2 separate regions of the Sus scrofa genome follow, and region 1 is linked to region 2. The links are chromatin contacts, called in public Hi-C maps. All regions are on one chromosome and are shown on one strand. The core of a region is the stretch at or near the end of the contact, and the rest is flanking DNA. Distances in the headings are between cores, read along the strand shown. Region 1 holds the start of APOD (apolipoprotein D). Region 2 holds the start of PPP1R2 (protein phosphatase inhibitor 2).

The links. Hi-C and Micro-C count contacts between places; a contact is called where the count stands out from the background.
Region 1: a contact with region 2 is called in a Hi-C map of embryonic fibroblasts, with 1.9 times the contacts expected there. The contact joins the promoter of APOD here to the promoter of PPP1R2 in region 2. A contact is called at or near these places in 6 of 47 Hi-C or Micro-C datasets (embryonic fibroblasts, fetal heart ventricle, fetal skeletal muscle and 3 more).

The regions. Positions count from the first base shown.
Region 1 is chr13:132,560,619-132,567,564 of Sscrofa11.1, reverse strand. APOD (apolipoprotein D) reads left to right here and starts at 4,971. Exons shown (of 7, transcript XM_021070086.1): 1 at 4,971-5,089.
Region 2 is chr13:132,484,675-132,491,768 of Sscrofa11.1, reverse strand. PPP1R2 (protein phosphatase inhibitor 2) reads left to right here and starts at 2,279. Exons shown (of 6, transcript XM_021070085.1): 1 at 2,279-3,201. The coding sequence starts at 3,080.

The DNA of each region.
Region 1 (6,946 bases), core at 3,722-6,221, 73 kb before region 2:
CAGGAGCTCCTCTTTTTTTTTTTTTTCTTTCTATTACGATTGATCAAATGTTTCATTTTCTTCTAAGACCTCTTAGTATGAGAGGATCATTTGATGATGAAGTGATAAATAAGTGATCCTATGCATGACATCTGCATGATAACCAGACCTCATTTCCCCCGGGCAACAGAGCTCTCCATCCTCATCCCAGGCCCCTTTCAGTCCCTTTGAACCATTTATCATAGATTTACAATCTGCTGGCTGCTGCTCTTCAAAATTCTCATTCTGGTCACAGTTATTACTTCTGCAACATGTTTATCAAGTTGAAGTTTACATGGCAATTAAACCTGCAGAGAATGCTTAGATTTGGTGCAGTTGCAAGGGGAAAAACCCTCTCTCTTTCTCCTGTTATTTCCACCCTTCACCTGCTCAAAAGAGGGTTTGCATCTCTGGGGTGGATTGTGGTTAATGCAAACCCAATCATTTATTTTCTCTGCCTCAGAAATCTTTATCTTTTGTCAAGAACCTTTTCTAGGAGAAGATTGACACTGATGATTGTTTCTCTTCACCACTGGTGGGAAGGGCATGGCTGTCACCCACCTGCCAGTGTCTGAGTCACCCTGATTCAGAGGCAGGAGGCGCCCCTGTGTCTCTCTGTTCTTAATTCTCAGACCCAGCAGGCTGCTATCCCAAAGGAACTGATAGAGCCTTGGGGTTGGTGATGATATGCATGCATCTGCATTAGAGGCATTTGCCTTCAGGGAAACACAAAGACCCCTCTCCTTCTTTTTGGCCACCCCAAGGCATATGGAGTTCCTGAGCCAAGGATCAGATCTGAGCCTCAAGTGCAACCTAAGCCACAGCCGTGGCAACTCGGAATCTTTAACCCACTGTGCGCACTGGGGATTGAAGCTGGGTCCTAGTGCTCCCAAGACACAGCCAATCCCGTTTTGCCACAGCAGGAACTCTGCGACCCCTCTCCTCTTAAGGTGCTCTCCCCCAAACCTTTCCTTACAAAGGGGACCATCTGGGCCAGCCATTTCTAACCGAGAATAATGTCATGCCGTGATAATAGAAGTATTCATCACTAATGTTCATCAAGCACTGACTAGGAAATTCCCCCATGGCAGCACAGGTTGTGACTGTGGCTTGGGTTCGATCCCTGGCCTGGGAACTTCTAAATGCCTCGGGTGTGGCCAAAAAAGAAAAAGATAAAAGCACTTTGTATGTGCCAAAAGTGCTGCATTAAACATAGTATGTGTATTATTACTAATGATGGCCTTTCTGACCGGTATGAGGTAGTATCTCATTGTAGTTTTGATTCACATTTCTCTAAAAATGAGTGATGTCGTACATCTTTTCATGGGCCTGTTGGTCATCTTTATGTCTTCTTTGGAAAAACGTCCATTAGTTCTTCTGCCCATTTTTCAATTGAGTTGTTTGGTTTTTTGTTGTTCAGTTGCATGAGCTCTTTGTATATTTTGGACATTAACTCTTTGTTGGTCTTATTGTTTGCAAATATTTCCTCCCATTGTGTAAGTTGTCTTTTCATTTTGTTTATGGTTTCTTTTTCTGTGCAGAAGGCTGTGAGTTTGATTAGCTCCTATCAGTTTATTTTGCTTTTATTTCTATTGCCTTGGGAGACCTAATAAAAAACTGGTGCAGGGAGTTCCCATTGTGGCGCAGTAGAAACAAATCCGACTAGGAACCATGAGGTTGCAGATTTGATCCTTGACCTCGCTCAGTGGGTTAAGGATCTGGCATTGCTGTGAGCTGTGGTGTAGGTTGCAGATGTGGCTTGGATCCTGCGTTGCTGTGGCTTTGGTGTAGGCCGGCGGCTACAGCTCCAATTAGACCCCTACCCTGGGAAACTCCATACGCTGCGGGTGCATCCCTAAAAAGACAAAAAGACAACAACAACAAAAAAATTGGGTACAATTTATGTTAGAGAATGTTTTGCCTGTGTTCTCTTCCAGGAGTTTTATGGTGTCGTGTCTTATGTTTAAGTGTATAAGCCATTTTGGGTTTATTTGGGGGCCTGGTGTGAGGGTGTGTCCTAACTTCATTGATTTACATGCAGTTGTCTCGCTTGCTGGAGAGATTATCTTTTTTTCATTGTATATTCTCGCCTCCTTTGTCTAAGATTAATTGACCATTGGCATGTGGGTGAGACTGTCTTGATTGCGGTTGCTTTATAGTAAGTCTTGAGGTTGGATGGTGTCCATCCTCTGACTTTGTTCTGAGTATGGGTAGGGTTCTGATAGGGAGGAATGGAGGTGAGGGCACTCAGGAGAGGGAACTGAGCAAAGGTTCAGTAGGGGGAAAGGGGAGATGCACTGGATGATAGTGGGTAGTTACTGTTGTCTGTACCCTAGTTTTGTAAATGTAGTAAGATTATGTTTTCTAGAAAATAAATGCTTCCAAACACAGATGGGATTGTTGTTTCCCATGGGGATTTGAGTACCAGGACCTGCAGAGGAAGAGGGAAAGGAGATCCTAGAAGCACTTTGACTGGCTGTCAAGGGCATTTGCCAGTCAGGGGGCCCGGATTTAATGTTGTGACCTTTAGTTGATAACGTGTCTCACTTTCAGCTTGATATAAGCACAGACAGAGAGAGAGCCCCCAAAGTGTTTTCCTGGGAAGTCAGTGATATTTGGGGAAAGGCCCCGAATTGGAGTCAGGAGACCTGAGTTCTAGCTTGGGCTCTGCCATTTCTGGCCTCATGGTGGGTACAGTTCTCTTCCCCCTTGTGCCCCAGCCCCTTTGTTTCTATAGTGAGGTAATGATAGGTGCCCTTTCAGCCTCCCAGGGGGGAGAGAGTGAGGAGCAGTTAGGTAACATGTATGCAAGCATTTTGTAAACACTGAAGCACTGCCCAGGGGTAAACAATGATGAGGGAGCAAATGCTTGAAGGAAAGACATTGTCAGGCAGGAGCACATGGTCACCTTTTTCACTTTTCCACTTCCCTTCCCACATAACACAGCCTGCACCTCACCAGTGGGTTTTCATAAATAATTAGCATCAATGAGGATACTCCACATATAGACCAAGCCCTGCCCACAGTTTGCCATCATATAGTTGTTAAGTTCCTTGAAGGCAAAGGACCTCCAATTTTCTGTATGCCCATGGTTCCTAGCACAGTGTCTTGCATATATGAGCCATTCAGTGAGTGCGACGTTGCTTTTTTCATTTGTTTGTTTTTTAGAGCTGCACCCACGGCACGTAGAAGTTCACAGGCTAGGGGTCAAATCGAAGCTTCAGCTGCCAGCCTATACCACAGCCACAGCAACACAGGATCCAAGCCACATCTACAACCTACACCACAGCTCATGGCAACACCGGATCCCCAACCCACTGATCGAGGCCAGGGATCAAACTCTCATCCTCATGGATACCAGTTGGAGTCGTTTCTGCTGTGCCACAGCAGGAACTCCCAATGTTGCTTTTTAAAAACAAAACATAATGGGCTTGATAGGTGTTTATATGATAATGTTAGCTGGCCATGAGCCTAGCATGAATCAGATGGTTAAACAAGTAAATGTGCAATGACTAGCAAAGGAAGAGATGCACACATGCCATGACTCAACCATTCCCGTCACAGCTACTGACCCTAGAGAGACTCCCGCACAGGCGCACAAGGAGTCAACAGTGTTGGCAGTGTTCATGCAACATTGTCTGTATTGGAAAGTTGGAAACAACCTAAATGACCATCGCCAGGGCATGAATAAACACATTGTAAAAAATTCAACTGATTGCTAAATGGTAGTAAAAATGAATCAAATCTGAAAAGTTATAGAAAAATACATATAGTGTCACAATTTATTTGAGGTTGGAAACTTCATGTAAAACAATGCTATATAGGCATCCTCACTGTGGTTCAGCAGTAACAAATCCGACTATCATCCATGAGGATGGGAGTTTGATCTCTGGCCTCACTCAGTGTGTTAAGGATCTGGCATTGCCATGAGCTGCAATGTAGGTTGCAGATGCAGGTTGGATCTGGCGTTGCTGTTGCTACAGCTCTGATTTGACCCCTAGCCTAGGAACTTACATATGCCATGGTGCAGCCCCCCCCCCAAAAAAAGACACCCTCCCCCCAAAAAAACAATGCTATGTATTATTTTCTGATTCATGCATTCGATTGTACACAAGCATGCATAGGAAAGATTAACAGGGAGTTCTGATAATGGCTTCTCCAGGGTAGAGTGGGAAAGGAACGTGAGAGGGGAACCTAGGGGGCATCAGTTGTAGCTATAATATCTCAAGCACATGTGGCTGAAAAGATGACTTTTTTTTTTTTTTTTTTTTTTTTGGTCTTTTTAGGGCCACACCCGAGGCATATGGAGATTCCCAGGCTAGGTGTTGAATCAGAGCTGTAGCTGCTGGCCTACACCACAGCCACGGCAATCCTTAACCCACTGAGCAAGGCCAGGGTCCTTAACCTTCTGAGCAAGGCCAGGGATCGAACCTGCATCCTCATGGATGCTAGTCAGATTCGTTTCTGCTGATCCATAACAGGAACTTCTGAAAAGGTGACTTTAAAAATCTGAAGCAAATGTGGCATCATATTAGATGGCCAAAGCAGAGGGGTGGGTGATTAGGTGATTATTTTACCCAATGCTTTTTATATATCTGATATATTTCCCAATTTGGAAAGTCATTTGTCAACAAAGGTTGGGAGAGCTTTGGATGAAGCTTAGACTGCATTACTAAAAGCCATGTGCCCTAGAGGAGAAATGCGATCAGTTTCTCAACGCTGCCACATGGTGGCACCGCACTCCCCAGGGAGCACTGACAAGCCAGATCTCAAGGAGGGGGGGAGTAAGGGAGGGGAGGGGGTGTGGGGTAGGATGCCTGAGGGCCTGGGAAACTTACAGAGTGAGGAAAGTTAAAGGAACAGGAAATGTTTAACTTGGGAGAGAGAGGATTCAAAGGGACATAGGACCACAGCCTACAAATAACTCAAGTGGAGCAGGCAGCCCACACAGATGGAAATGGGATAGAAGCTGGGAGGGAATATCCCAGCTCATCCTCAGAGCCACTGCTGCCGGACACTGGACCCCGCTGCTGCCGGGTGACATCTGAGCACGTTTGTCCCACATGATAAGGTGAAAGAGCCCATATTCCATGCTTTGGGGATGCTGCAGAGAGGAGTCCTGCTCCGTGTCAGAGGCTGACCAGCTAACCTACAAGGTCCTTTCTAGTGCTGAGAACTGTACAGGTTCAAATTTATATGAGCCTATCTGTAGTTTTAAAACTGTAACAGCATTTATTTTTCATGTTGACATTCCAAAAGGTAGCAATAGCAAATAGTATTCTATCATTGTTTGTCACCTCTTCTGAGAGTTTCTATTCCTTTTTTCTTTCTTTCCTACTATTTTTCTCTGCATGTGTCTCTGTTGCTGATTGATTTGTCCCCTGTGTTTATGTGTCTGTCTGCATCTCTGGTGTCTTTGTCTTTCCTTTCTGGTTCTCTGTCATTTTCTCTTTGTTTCCCACTCCTCACCCATCAACACTCAACCTTCCTCTAGCTTATTTTTTTTCTGGTAGCATTATCTTGTGTATCTATATTTTAATCAGTTTTATTGAGATACAATATACACATGTAATAAAATTCACTCATTTTCAGTTGTCAAATGTATCCATTTGGGAGGCCACCACCAGCCCAAGACAGAGCATTTCATGTTTCCTGCTGCCCTCTGCAGTGAGTCCCTTCCCCCACCCCCTGGCACTTGGCGACCACTGATTTGCTTGCTGTCACTATTGTTTTGCCTGTTCGAGAATGTCATATAAATGAAACAACAGGTAGTTTTTGCACTTGGCTTCTTTCACTTAGCATAATGTTTCTGAGATTCATCTGTTCTGGTGGGTGTCTGTATTTCATTCCTTTTTGATTGAGTAGTTTTCCACCCTATGGATTTATCACTCTTTGTAGTATTCAGCACATTCATCTAGTCACCAGATGATGGATATTAGGGTTGTTTACAATATGGGTCGATAAGAATAAAGCTGCTGTGAACATTCATGTAGCAAGTCTTTATGTGAATGTATGTTTCTCTTGGGTAAATACCTAGGAGTGGAATTGCTGGGTCATATGGCCTATGTGTGTTTAACCTTAGATGAAACTGTGAAACTGCTTTCCAAAGTGGCTACACTATTTTGCATTCCCACCAGCAATGTCTAAGACATTCCATTGCTCCACATGCTAACACTTGGTATGGCAAGTCTTTTTAATTTTAACCATTCTAGTGGGTAAATGGTAATATCTCATTACTTTGTTTTGTCTTTTTAGGGCCATACCCATGGCATATGGAGGTTCCCAGGCTAGGTGTCCAATCAGAGCTATAGCCACTGCCTATGCCACAGCCACAGCAACATCAGATCCGAGCCACATCTGTGACCTACACCACAGCTCACGGCAATGCCAGATCCTTAACCCACTGAGCGAGGCCAGGGATTGAACCTGTGTCCTCCTGGATGCTAGTCAGATTCATTTCCACTGAGCCACCATGAGAACTCCTCATTGCAATTTTAATTGTATTTTCCTAGTAACTAATGACATTTTTTCATGTGCTTATCAGTCTTTCATGTAACTTCTGAGGAAGTGTTTGTTTATTCTTTTGTCTATTTCTTTACTATAGTTGTTCTTTATATATTTAGTGTATAAGACCTTCATCAGATATATTTGCTGGTATTTACTTCCTAGTCTGCGGCTTGTCTTTCATTTTCTTAACAACGTTTTTTTGAAGAGCAAATTTTTAAAATTTGATGAAATCCAATTGATAATTTCTCTTTTATGGCTCATATTTTTTGTGTCCTAAAAAATTGACCTAACCCAGGGTCTCAAAGATTTTGGCTTAGGTTTTCTTCTAGAAATTTGGCTTAGGTTTTCTTCTAGGAATTCAGCCTAGGAATTCTAAGATTTGATTGGACTAAATCCTGACTCTCTCACATGGACGCATGGG
Region 2 (7,094 bases), core at 1,030-3,529:
TGGAAACTTGGATGGAAAGAACTCAGGAAGGGAGACGGCCGTCCAGCTTCCCCCTCAAAGAGAACCCTCTCTCTCTCCCAGGAGCTTGGCAGGGACTGCCAGGGTATGACATCAGAACCACTGGGCAGTGGAAGACCTGTGGCTAGGAACAGAAGTGGGGCCAGGAGGGGGAGGAGCCAAGGGGGGCTGTGAAGGCCTCTGCCTGGGGAGATCCTTGGAGAATACCTGCAGTGCTGACTAGCAAAGCTGTCGCCTTCCTGCACTTCCTGCTCACTTCCCCCTCCATTGTCTCCATTCAGCAATCTTGCCTTTCCTGAGGCCTTGTTCCATACCAGGAACTCAGCTACAAACCGGGGGCCAGGCAATAAAAACAGAGTCGTTTTCAGGAACCCTGCAATCGTTCCTGAGGAGCAGAGTTCTAAAGCAATGAGCTGAGTGTTGCTCAAGGCACAGACCCTGTGTTAAGGGAGAGGACATTTGGGGTGAAGGAGTAGGAGATTTTTGTGAGATCGCTGCCATGGGGGGAAGTTAAAGTACCTCCACCTTCTCTTCTCCCACCCCCTACATCAAAGGCCAGACCAGGCTAGGAAACAGGTGTCAGTTCAATCTAAGGAAGAACTTTCTGAGTCAGAGCTGCCCAAAGATAAAATGAGTTGTGTTGTGGGGTAGTGAGCTCCTGGCCACTGAAGTTGTTGGAGAAGAGACTGGTTAGCTACCTGGTAGGATTGACAAGGTCCCTTCCCAAAATGGTAGTCTGTGAATCCACCGGGGCTGGTCCACCGGAGGTGGCAATTCTGGATGGACTAGTCTGCTCTGCTCTGGCCTGTCATGAGGATTATGAGGCAGCCTGACCAAGGAAGGGGTGATGGGAAAGAGCCTGGTGATGAGGGGGTTGGGGACTAAGGGTAGGAGCTGGGGGTGGGGGTGGGGAGGTGGGTGGGTATATAAAGCTGCCATCACAGAACCACACGTTGGGTGGTTTTAAACAATAGAAATGTAATGTCTCTCAGTCTGGAGACTAGCAGTCCAAGATCAAGGTGTCAGCAGGATTGGTTCCTTCTGAGAGCACTAAAGGAAGTCTTTTCCATGCTTTTGCCACCTTTGGCTAGCCCCAGGTGGCCCTTGGCTTGTAGATGCATCACCCCAATCCTCTGTCTTCACATGGCCTTCTTCCTATAGGGACATCAGTCATTTTAGATTAGGGGCCCACCTTACTCCAGTACAGCCTCATCTTAACCAATTAGATCTCCATGGAGTACCCTTTGTGGCTCAGTGGAAATGAATATGACTAGTACCCATGAGGATGCAGGTTTGATCCCTGACCTTGCTCAGAGGGTTAAGGATCTGGCATTGCAGTGAGCTATGGTAGAGGTCGCAGACACAGCTTGGATCCCGTGTGGCTGTGGCTGTGGCGTAGGCCAGCAGTTGCATCTCCTATTCAGCCCCTAGCCTGGGAACTTCCACATGCCATGGATGTGGCCCTAAAAAGACCAGAAAAAAAAAAAAAATATATATATATACATTGACACTATTTCTAAACAAGTTTACATTCTGAGGTACTGAGTGTCAGAGATTTAACATAGCTTAATTTTAGGGAGACATGATGCAACCCATAACAGAAGGCGACTTGCTTAAATCTCTGAGACCTCCACATTTCCCACCTGTACAACTTCAGTGTGAGTGCTGCATGCAGAGAGCCTGGGTGGCTGGAGTAAACACCCCCTCCCCCCGACCCCAGCTTGACTTTAGATACAGCCTAGTTCTGAGATTGTTCCCAGAGCTTCAAATTCCTGTCCTTTTCAAGAATCCACTTCTCCTTACTAGAGCCACAGCACCCGCAACCAGGAAACCAACACATCCTGACACCCTAGAGCCTGAGGTCTCTTCGCTTTCATCAAAGTCTTCCCTGGTATCTTTCATTCACACTCAGGCAGAGAGAACTTGGGGAGAGTGTGTGCCAGAGAGTTGTTGCCTCTGCCCTCTTTTTCCTCATTTGGGACTCATCTTATTAAGAGCTAGATAGTTCCTAAGGCTTCTGGCCTATTTCAGCCAGTGTTAGACAGCTGGTTATGCTACAAAGAGTTCCCAAGATGTGGGGGGAGACAGGTTATAAACCACAATTCTAGGAATTCCTGCCATAGATACCTTCCATGGGATTACCAACAAAGAGGGAGAAGGTGGTAAAATGGGGAAATATCAGACTAGAAGAAGTTTCAAGTTCTATGACGACACTTTAAAGATAGGTTGTGTGACAGCAGTGGTCAGGTCACTTCCTCTATCCTTCAGCTTTTCCAATGGTAAGAAGAAGTTGGATTATTTCAAAGCTGATGTTCTATGACTTCACAAAAGTCAATACGATCTCACAATACGTCTCTAAGGACCAATCCAATGCTGATATTTCATGAGTTTATAATGGAGGGTTCAGTTTTTTATGCTAGTTAAACGGAAAGAAACTCCATTTCTCTCAAAGTCAATATTTTGGGAGAATGATGTCACTTTCGAGCCTCAATTTTCAGATCTATAAAATACAGAAATAAAACAATATGAACCTCATGAACTGGTGGGAGCGAGGGAGCTTCAGAGAGATGCACAACTCTGTAACGACTCACGCCAGAAACCTCTCCAAGGTTCTTTGAAACAGCTCCTGGGTTCAACTCCGCGGAAGGGGCGAGCCCACCCAGCAGACCAGAGAGGGCGGGGCGAGGAGGTTGGCATTGTTCTGGCCCCGCCCCCGCCCCGCCCTAGATATCGCGAGAGGGCGGGCCCGCTTGGCTTCGGCGTCGGCGTCGCTCCGGCGCTGTGGCGCTAGGCCGCCTTCATTCCGCGGGCCACGGATAAAGTGCCGGTGGACAAGGGCGCGCGAAGGGCCGCCAGCCACGCGGGGTCGGCGAGACGCCTGAGCGTCCGAGTCGTGTCGTGACAACGATTCTGGTGGGTGTCTCCGCGACAGCAGGTGCAGCCGCTTCAGCCCCAAGCGGGCTCGGCGGCTGCCTGGCGAGTCTCTGCTCGCGCCCAGCCTTTTCCTTCCTGGACCCAACGCTAAGCAGCGACGCTGAGCCGACCGCCGGAGCGGCGGGCAATGGCGGCCTCGACGGCCTCGCACCGGCCCATCAAGGGGATCTTGAAGAACAAGAGTTCTACGACTTCCTCTATGGTGGCCTCGGCCGAACAGCCCGGCAGGAGTGTTGACGAAGAGCTGAGGTGAGAGCCGCGAGGGACGGCCGCTGGTCGTCCGGGGCAGCCTGGGAAACCCCTCCTTCCCGGCCCGGGCGGCCTCGCCCTCCCCCTGCTGCCGTTGCCGACCCGCAGACCGACCCCGGACCTAGAGTTCGAGTGCGGGCCGGCAGGCGGGGCGGCCCCGTAGGTACGGCCCCGGCGCTGCTCGGGTCTCCCTCCGCCGGCTGGGCAGATGGGTGGAGTGATTTTGAAGTAGGCAGGAGTTGTGGCATTTACTGGGTTTTTCTTTCTCTTTTTTAAAGTATGGACCCATATATAATATTTTTAAAACGTATGTCATGATCTTTGAGCTTTTGGAAACTGGGAATATTAAAGAATCAAACGGAAATTTCAAAGCTTCACCTGTTAGGCATTTATTATTTCTTCACCTCCTAATCGAGTGTCTGAAAGTCCTCAGTAATCAAAAAGTGTGTTTCTTGGCTTGGGTACCCTTTAAGATCTAGTCTCAAGCTAATAAGAGACTCTCCGAAAAAGAGATAATTTCTCCATTTTCCTAATTGCTCTTCTTCCGCAGTCATTCCTTTTTAGGTGAACATTATCAAAAGCATCATGCTACATGCACTCTCTTGGGTCCTGGTTTGTCATTATCTCCGCACTAAAAGAAACCGAAATTTTGCTAGTCCTTGATCTGTATTTAATGGAAAGCTACTTATTGTTAACTGTTTTGCATCGGCAACAAGAGCTTGAGCACTTTCTAGTCTTTGTTCCTCTTGAAAGACATTTAAGCTCGGAACAGTTCTGAAAGTACCAACTTAAAATGATCCAGTGATAGTTTAGTTGCTCTTACATACTTAACACACACGTGTGTGAAAACATGTTGACTCATAGCATTGTATGTAATAGTAAATAATTGAGAACAACCCAAGGTCCATTAAGAAGGACTGGTGAAATATTAATTACGGTACATTAGTATAATGGAAAAAAAAGACCAGCCTTTTAAAAAGAATATAATAGGTGTTAATGCGAAGAGAAAGCTATCCTAGGTGCAGTCAATGGATAACACTGAGTTAGAAGTCCTGGGGGGCTTGGGTGTTTTAAGATAGGAAATTCATAAGGACTCCACATTCTGGAAATGAGCCTTAAGAAAAGTTATTGTTGAAATCTGTGAAGTCATAAAGCTAAAATGAGGATGTTCATGAAAACTTAGAATAGTGGAACTAGGGCACACCTGTTTGAAAGGATCATTTTAGGGCTATAAAAGGAACTACAGCTTAGTGATGGTAAATTTATGGGGATTTGTGTTACCTCGAAGAAATCATTAGGTAGGATCACAGCTCAGAATCATGGCCTTTGGGGGCTTGAAAGAACCTTAATTTGTTTAGCAACTAACTCCCCTACTCCCACCCTCTTGGACTCTCTTATATTCTCCACTTGATTTTCCAACCTCTGGGGTAAGCCACTTCAAATGTTGTAGCTCATGGGATTAGGAAAACAGTGTCGCCAAAAGAAAACAACCTCATCAGCACACAGCTATATCAGGAGGACCAAGATAGTCTTAAAAACAAAAATTATGGAAGGCTTTTCTGTGACTTCAGGATATTCAGCATAGGAATATGATTCTCACTGGCATCTAAGTTATTTAGCTATTCTCCAGTGTGAGCTTCTTTTTGTTTGGCTACCATGTAGCTTGTTATTTTCTTCTATCTTCCTGTGCTTCCTTATCTTCTACTTACTCTCAGCCTTAGCCTGCTGTAATTTCCGGTGGCCCCACTCTGTGTGTTGGCCTCTTTTATGTAATTGACTGGGATTTATCTCCAGATCCTTCTTCCTTGAAAGCCACTATGCTACACTGACTCACCTAAACAGGGCAGCTCCTTTTGCAGTAGCTGCTAGCAGGGCAGGTTCACTTAAAAGGGGCCTTTTTCCAAAGACGGTTGACTTAGATTCACTTGACTAAATAAGAAGGTTACAGTCTTTTCTTCAAAGGAAGCTACCAAACCCTAATTCTTTGAGGTTTATGATGTTTGGTTCTAAGTAGTAAAAGGGGGTGGGTTTTTTCATGATAGGTGTTATATGACTGTAAAGAAACTAATTCTTTTGGTAATAGAGTATACATTAGCATTTATGTCACAGCTCATGCAAACAATATTAGTGACTTTATGAGCGCCTCTTTGAACAGAAACACAGTAAAGTTGAACAAATTTGAAACACATTTTTTGTAGCATTTAATTGAATTACACACAGTATTTTCCCTTTCCATAAAAAGGACTGAAAAGAAATAGCACTTTAAATTACAATGCACTTAAAATTCAGAAACTAATAATAATGTTGGAACCAGAGTATAAGGCAAAAAAATCTCATATTAATGTGGAAACGATTAGGGATCTAAGTCAATTCTTACTATTCTCAATAGGTACATTCTATAAAGTCATCACAAACACTGAATTAGTGAATACTGAACTGTTGCTTCTGGGGGAAAACAGACTTAGTTTCCTGCAAGCTTCTGGTCACAGCGTTTTCATCAACCAATCAATCTATAACCTTTTAAAATTTCTGTTTCTGTTTAAAGATATCTAATAAATATATCGTTGATTCATTCATTTGAACACCTGGCCAGCAGCACTATTAAGTTTATCTAACATATTTTTTCCATGAGACACATAATAGCCTTCTTGGGCTTAGGAACACTAGATAGCACTTAAACACCATCCTCGGCAGCCATTTTGAACAGCCAGTTCACCCAAAAAGCAAAACACATGGTTCTAAATAGACACTTGTTACAGTAAGAGCTAAAACAAAAGGTAAAGTATCGCCCTGTTTAACCTAAGCTGGGAACCTGTGCATAGGGCCACTCAGATATGTCTGAAAGAGACCGAGAAAGCTCCTCAAGTTCTGACTTTGGAGTTAGAGATAAATTTTAGCACAAGTTCCCATTGTGGCTTAGCAAGTTAAGAACCCAGCTAGTATCCACGAGGATTCGAGATCGATCCCTGGCTTTGCTCAGTGCGTTAAGGATCTAGCATTACCCCACGCTGTGGTGTAGGTCACAGATGTGGCTGGGATCCTGTGTTGCTGTGGCTATGGCCAGCAGCTGCAGCTCTGGGAACTGCAAGCCTGGGAATTTACACATGCCCTAAAAAGCAAAAAAAAAAATTAGCAAGCAGACAAATTTGCAAATACACAATCTGCGAATAACCATACCTTTTATCGGTGCCTTTATCATGTAAAATACACTGGTGGCTTCCCTTTTCTGCACAAACCACTCCCCTACCACCCAACACCCCATCAGTTGAGAGAGGATATTATTTAACAGAACATTATATTTAACATAGAAAGGTATTACTAAGGGATTTTTCTTTAAGTCATGAGTTATGTTATTCCAGTGGTCTCTAAACTTTTTGATTGTGTGTCTTTTTAGTAGGAAGAAATTGAAATATGTTCCAAATATGTTCATTAATGTTTTATATACATATACTATTACTGTTAGATAATACATCTCAAGGTTCAGTATACACTTAATGCCATATTTTGAATAGTCTTTAGAATTTTTTAAATACAGTTCTTGTCAAACCATCTTTTTTTTTAATGTCTTAGTGCTGTTATTTTTTTTCTCTTTATACTTTGCATTGGTACTGTTATCTTCAATGATTGGTTTCTTCAGGTACCACTTTTTTTTTTTTTTTTTGTCTTTTTTGTTGTTGTTGTTGTTGTTGTTGATGTTGTTGCTATTTCTTGGGCCGCTCCCGCGGCGTATGGAGGTTCCCAGGCTAGGGGTTGAATCGGAGCTGTAGCCACCGGCCTACGCCAGAGGCACAGCAACGCGGGATCCGAGCCGCGTCTGCAACCTGCACCACAGCTCACGGCAACGTCGGATCGTTAACCCACTGAGCAAGGGCAGGGACCGAACCCGCAACCTC